Regions from separate parts of the Sus scrofa genome. Here region 1 is linked to region 2. The links are chromatin contacts, called in public HiChIP or PLAC-seq maps. All regions are on one chromosome and are shown on one strand. Each heading gives the region's core, a stretch centred on a gene start, on an enhancer-like site or on the middle of the called end of the contact. The rest is flanking DNA. Distances are from core to core; before and after follow the strand shown. Region 1 holds the start of ARFGEF2 (brefeldin A-inhibited guanine nucleotide-exchange protein 2). Region 2 holds the start of ZMYND8 (protein kinase C-binding protein 1).

Region 1 (3,210 bases), core at 540-3,039, 1.2 Mb before region 2:
GAAATTTCTCGCACTGATCCTGAATTTCACAGGACTAGCATCTGTTTCCAGATCATCTCAGCAACAACCACCTTTGTCTCAACAGTACCTGATCCTTGAGGAAGTCTCAGACCCTTCTGAGAATCTGATGAAAGCTATGGACTTCTTCCCAGAGAAGTGCAAAGTTCACAACCCCATTCCTAGGCCCCCAGAGAACACTCCAGAGTACCCTTCACCGAAGGAAGGGAGAAGGGTGATGTCACAAACCCTGTGACAGAAAATTAGACTTTCCATTGACTTAATTAACTGTTAGGGAAACCAGGTATTTTTACAGATTCCAAACCACAAGTAGTGGTGTGGTGAATTACTGTGAAGCCAATTCCTGTCAAAGGTGTAGATTCTCACTGCCTAGAACTCTCTTTTTCTGAAATTCCACATGGTGGACACCTCCTGCCTTCCAATACTTGGCCCAAATGTCACCTCCTCAGAAAGGATTACTTTCTTGAGGACCCTATGAAAAGCAATCCTCCGACTGCCTCTTGATCACATCTTGCTCTTTTCTTTTACTTTTACAAAAGTAATTCCTTAAAAGTTACTTTTACAAAAGTACTTAGTATTCAAAAATGTCTGATAATTTTTAAATTTACTTAGTCTCACCGATTAAAGTCTAAGCTCTTTTAAGGCCAAATACCTTGTCTGTATAGTACCCCACTGTATCTTGCTACACAAGGTGGGCATTTGATAAATATATGCTGAATGACTGAAACTAAAAGATGTTGATGTTGGAATCAATCATCAAGGTTTTCAACAAGCTATGAATCAGAGTTCTCTCCCTCTTTCAGTAATCTGTGGGTCCATACAATCAGCATCTACTGTGTGCTAGGCACTGTTGTGGGTGCAGGGGATCCAGCGGTGAATAAAAGACAAATATTTCTGTCCTCACAGACCCTCTATTTTACCGGACCGCCCGGAATGAGCAGATCCTTTGCACACCACGATACCTGGGAGGTGCAGGATAACCCTCTACATTGCCTTCTGGAGGGAGTTATGGGCGATCCTCAAATGAAAGGAAAACATTCATCATTTGGGCACTTTCAAAGCAGGTCTCAGGGGTTTCCCTAAACTAGTTGGGCAGCTCTTTCCACCTGCTCTGCTTACATGGGGGAACTCGAACCAGCAAAACCCAGGTAAAGAAAAAACTTAGAGCAAGGGCTGCTGCTTCTGCGGGTGGTGAGGGAAGGAACAGGAAACAGGAGGGCAAGAAGTCGTGGCAAAAACCCTGGGCTGGGACCCTGGAGACCCAGCCCTGGCTGTCACCAACTTGCTAGGTGACCTTGGGCCAGTCTCGAGCTACCGGGGCATCAGTTTCCCCTGGGGGTATAATGAGGAGGCCAGGAAGGTAGGATTCAGGGTCAGGGGGAAGTGACGCCCAGAAGGCCGGGTGGGGTAACGGCCGGTGTGGGGAGGCCGGCGCGGGGGCCGGGCCGGGGCGGCTCACCCACCGAGCGCCACCTGGCAGGCCCTGCGCAGCTGGGAGTGCTGGGGCCGCTTCACCTCCTTGTCGGCTAGAATCTTCTCCAGGGCCCGAGACACGAACATGCTCTTGGTCTGGCTCTCCTGCATGGCCCCGGCCCGGCGGGGGCTGGCAGCCCCGCGGGCGAGCGGCGCAAGCGGGCGGGCGGGCGAGCGAGGCAGCGGGCCCGGCGTCCAGGACGGCACCAGCCGCGTCCGTCCGCACCGCCCAGTCAGGAAGCGACGCCGCGGCCCCACGGCGCCGCCATGTTGGAGCGCATCACGTGACTACGTGACTGGCGGGGCCGCGGCTGCGTCCGTGGACCCCGTGACCCCCTAGAGGGCGGGGCCTATGGCTGGGGGCGGGGCGGGGCGGGCCCAGGTGGGCGAGGCGGTGGGGCTAATAGTGGAGGAAGGCAGGGGAAAAGTTGGAAGGTGAGGAGGTAAAGAAGAGAGGCAATAAGGGAGTCAGAGGAGGTGAGGAGGAAAGAGGAAGCTAGGGGGTTGGAAGAGCAGGTGAGATGGTGAGGAGGGGAGGCTCCAAGGTCGGGGAGAAATTGGGGCGGGGGAAGGGAGGTGGAGATGGGGAGAGAGGCGGGGGAAGGGGAGGGTTCAGGAGAAGCGCGGGGCGGGGGAAGAAGAGAGGAGAGGCAGGAAGAAGGGGAGCTTAGGAGGAGGGGGCTGAGGAATAGAATGGAAAAAGAGATGGTGTGGGAGGGAGGTGAAGGGAAGGAGGTGAGAAAGATAAGAAAACAGCCTGGGAGAGGGAGAGCACAAAGGAAGGGGTGGAGGGAAAGGGCTGGAGGAAGGGAGGGAGATTAAAAGGAGGTGTATTGGAGTTCCCGTCGTGGCTCAGCGCTCAACAACTAGTATCTATGAGGACCTGGGTTCGACCCCTGGCCTCGCTCAGCGGGTTAAGGATCTGGCATTGCGGTGGGCTGTGGCGTAGGTCGCAGACACAGCTCAGATCCCGCATTGCTGTGGCTGGGGCTGTAGGCCAGCAGCTACAGCTCCAATTTGACCCCTAGCCCGGGGACCTCCGTATGCCATGAGTGTGGCCTTAAAAAGACAAAAATAAATAAATAAATAAATAAATAAATAAATAAATAAATAAAGGAGGTGTATTCATGCACACTCCCAAAACAGGATTTCGCCACCCCCGTGGCAAGACAACCACTTGTCTTCCATTCAACCCTCCCATCACTGGAATAGAGCTGAGTCCTGGTATCCAGTCCAGTGAACGTCTGTGCTTCTGGTGCCACATCTGTGCATGATGCTGCTGGGAAAAACCACTCTGACTGCACCTCCCCGTGGAGTGTGTCCATCTATTTTCATAAAGCTGTGGTTCCTCCCAGTGCAGTGTGTGAGGCAGGGGGGCATTTGGGGGCAGGGGGCATCAGAAAGGGAAGAAACAGAGATGGCCAGTGTCACACAGCCTGCCAGTGAGGGTAAGGAGACAGGTATTCTGGCCCCAGGGGCACCCTCCACTCCCCGCCACTGCCACTGATAGCACCACACCCTTGGTCCTGTCTGCCCGTGCCCTTCCTTTCATGCGGCCCACCTGCTCCAAGGGAGCTGCCATGCTGTTGGGCTCCTGCAAGAACAGTGTCTTTTGCAAGGACAGTGTCTTGGAATCTCGGAAACTTGTGACACAGACACACTCCAATGCACAGGTCTCAGCTCAAGAATCTCAGGGAGGCCCTCTCTCCCTACAGCACA
Region 2 (3,109 bases), core at 577-3,076:
GAGCCAGTGCCAGGCCCAGGGCGAGCCTGTAGACGCTGTTGAGACCACTCTGTGCACTGGGGGTTTGAGAGGCCTCACTGGATAATCTCTCGATTGAGGCCGGCAGCATTTGCTTTTCTTTATTCTCTGCTTATCAGCAACATTCCATCAGACCCAGTATTGGCCCTTAGTAGGCCTGGCCTGGGCTTCCTTTTTCAATCCCTGGCCCTCCCAGGATTCCATCTGCCACCATACCTTTGTCTCTGTCCCCAGCCGAATTGCTGTTTTCCAGATAACCTCAGACCTACCCGAATGCCAACAGCATTCCTCAAACAGAGCAGAGCTGCCAGAATAAGCCGGCAGCTTCCTGCTCTTTGCCCCAGAAAACATTTCAAGTGATCAAGTGATTGGGGTGGTGGGGGGAGGATGCTGCAGCTGCTTATGCAACAAGCTTTAATCCCAGGGTAAAATCCACCACGCGAAACGGCCATGTATTTTATTTCTTCAAGTGGGGTCGGGAAGTTAGATCGGCCAGAAACTCCTCATTCTATTTGTTTTCCCCAAAGCAGCACCCACACACAGACACATGGAGTATTCTTATGGGATGGCTGTGGATGGCCGCTGCCCACACAGCCAGGCGGGAGCACAGAGGCTGATGAGCTCTGGCCTCCTGTCCCCGGTCTGGTCTCCCTGGGCTCAGTTCCACCCCCAGGAAGAGGAGGCCCCTCCCTTCTGGTGAGGCCCAGGCCTGTTGTCCTTTGTCAGATCTGGTGGTGGTGGCGGCAGTGCCCCCCCCCTCCCCCGCATCTTGGCCTCTTTAGCCTAAAATATAGCAACGAAATCCCCTCCCTCTTCATAAAGCCGGGGCCCTGCCCCTGCGGTACCGTGTCCTTGGGTTCTTGGCTTGTTCCTATTTGACATAAGATTCCCAGCCAGGAAGAATTTATGTGTGCTCGGTGGGCATCTGTCGTCCGTGGGGGTGGGGGTGGGGGTGGGGGAACGGGGGCAGGGCGAGCAGGCCATCAGCGCCACCGTTTTCTTTGTGGCAGCGGACTGTGTGGGATGAGAAAGCCCACAAGCCCTAATTTTAGAAGGAGAAGGGGAGGCTTTATTGGTCCATACTTTTACCTCCTGGCATATGGCTGCGTCACCTCGGGATGCTTTCTCCAGCCTCTCAAGAATGGGGTTTATTTAGCCTTTGGGGTTCCAGCTTGCTGGGGTGTTTTGTTTTGTTTTGTGTTTTTAAACCTTGTTAATCAAGCACCTTGTCTTTTTTAAAGAAAGAAGCCAGTGCGTGTGGACTTTTAAAGATCCTTTTGGATTTGCCTTTTCTTTCTCGGGCTGCCCACCAGTTACAAAGGAGGAACCAGGCAAAGACCTCCGAATACTATTGAAATGGGTGGAATTATAAGCAGTTCTGAAACACGAGTTAATGTTTTACTGGGGAGCAGTGCCAGAGATATGGGGGTGGGGGGATTGCCAAGGGGTAGGGCTGTGTGTGAAATAGCTGTTCCATCTGCCTGTGGGGACCCAGAGAAGCCGTGGAAGTAAATTTCAGCAAAAATCCTTATAAAGCTCATGGGATTTGTCTGCCCGCTGAGGGCCCAGCTCCCCCAGAAGACCCATGCAGGGATGACTGTGGCAGGAAGGGCGAAGCAGTGGGTGTAGGCCTGACTAATAATGGGGGTTCTTGTTCCCTGGCTGGGTTTGACATCTTTCTTTCTCCCTCTGGATTTAAATGGCTTCTCAGCCCGAGAGGCACTGCCTGTGCCCTGGATTCAGAAGGTACACGCCTCCTTGGGAAGCCAAGGCGAGAGACAGCGGCTCACTCACTCTCTCTCTCTCTCTCTCTTTCTGCATCTGCCGGGAGAGCTGCCGCTGGTATTTTTCCACAGGCCTTTTCTGCGCTCTCAGGGCCTAGCTTTTCCCGGCCAGGCCCAGAGTCCGAGAGAGGGTTAATAGGCAGGAAGCTGAAGCCATCGCAGACTAATACGGAAGTCAGATTTTTGTTTAACTGACAGGTTTAGCAGGCCTCCGCCGTGGGGGAGGGGGCCGGGAGGGGAAGGGAAGTCTGTAGCTCTAGGCATGTGGCCTGCTAGGAGCGCATTTGGCCTTTCTTAGGGTAAGGACCGAAGCTGCTGGGGGTGCGGGGCTGGCATCCCGGCCAGGAGGCAGGAGCCGGATTTGGTTTTCGTTGGAGCTCTGGATGGGGGTGGGGGGCGGTGAGAGGTGAGATTCTGGGCCGAGGCGAAGGGCTCTCTGGCCTGCTTTGTCCAGGAGGCAGTCTGACAATGACTATGCAAACTTGACCACTGGGTGCCCCTCCTCCCTGCCAGCCCGAGTCCTCTGTCCTCTGAGAAGCCAGGGCTGCTCTGGAACCATCTGGGGGGCTCGCCTGCCCGGTCTCTTCGGCCTCAGAGGCCTGCCTCCAGCCTCTTTTTTTTCTTGTTCCCTGGGCTGTTTTCCTGGGGCTCCCCACGCTTCGGCCTCAGTCCGCCCCTCACCTCGCCGGGGGCGGGGGTGGGGGAAGAACGTTCTGCTGGATTGTTCTAGAAAAAGGACCAGCCTTCCTCCCAGCGAGAGAGCCGTTTCCGTGGGGGCAGATGAGGGTGAGCCCTTCCAGCTCACCCCCAAATCGCTCTTGCTTGGGGCCTCCGGGCCTCAGGCTTTGCTGGAGCAGGTCAGGCTGGCTGCACTGGCTTGCCCGTGCCGGGAACTCTAGCCAGGGTGTGGGAGAAGGGCGTCTGGGGGCCCCTTCCCTAAGTTTTTCTTGCTGCAAAAGGCCTAGCTTAGCCTGTCTTTTTCTATGCACAGGATGGCTCTTGCTCACCAGAGCCTCACAAAGATAATCGCTCAGGAAGTGTTTCCGCCAATCCGAGGCCGCCTTACACTCCGATTTGCCGGGGCAGCCAATCGGGGATGAGCTTTTATTAGGCGGCCAGATCATCAAGCCGAAGTGCCAAACCCTTTTTCTGTGAGAACTAGGAGCCTGTCCTCCATGTTTTATAAGTATTGACATTACACAGTGTTAACAATGCATCCACAGAGGTAAGCTCGACTTTTTAACCATCTTTTCTCCCCCTCCCTCTGAGACATCCGCATTGTGGGCGAGCAGTGTGATTTCTCTGTG

Evidence for each region. HiChIP or PLAC-seq counts read pairs in DNA pulled down with a chosen protein or histone mark.
Region 1: an H3K27ac HiChIP or PLAC-seq map of alveolar macrophages shows a contact between it and region 2. The contact joins the promoter of ARFGEF2 here to the promoter of ZMYND8 in region 2. A contact is called at or near these places in 2 of 47 Hi-C or Micro-C datasets (heart right ventricle and liver) and 1 of 2 datasets of contacts at active chromatin or transcription factors (alveolar macrophages).

Annotation. Positions count from the first base shown.
Region 1 is chr17:50,630,423-50,633,632 of Sscrofa11.1, reverse strand. ARFGEF2 (brefeldin A-inhibited guanine nucleotide-exchange protein 2) reads right to left here and starts at 1,789. Exons shown (of 39, transcript XM_003483981.4): 1 at 1,482-1,789. The coding sequence starts at 1,602.
Region 2 is chr17:49,389,135-49,392,243 of Sscrofa11.1, reverse strand. ZMYND8 (protein kinase C-binding protein 1) reads left to right here and starts at 1,826. Exons shown (of 26, transcript XM_021078039.1): 1 at 1,826-2,101; 2 at 2,794-3,027. The coding sequence starts at 3,014.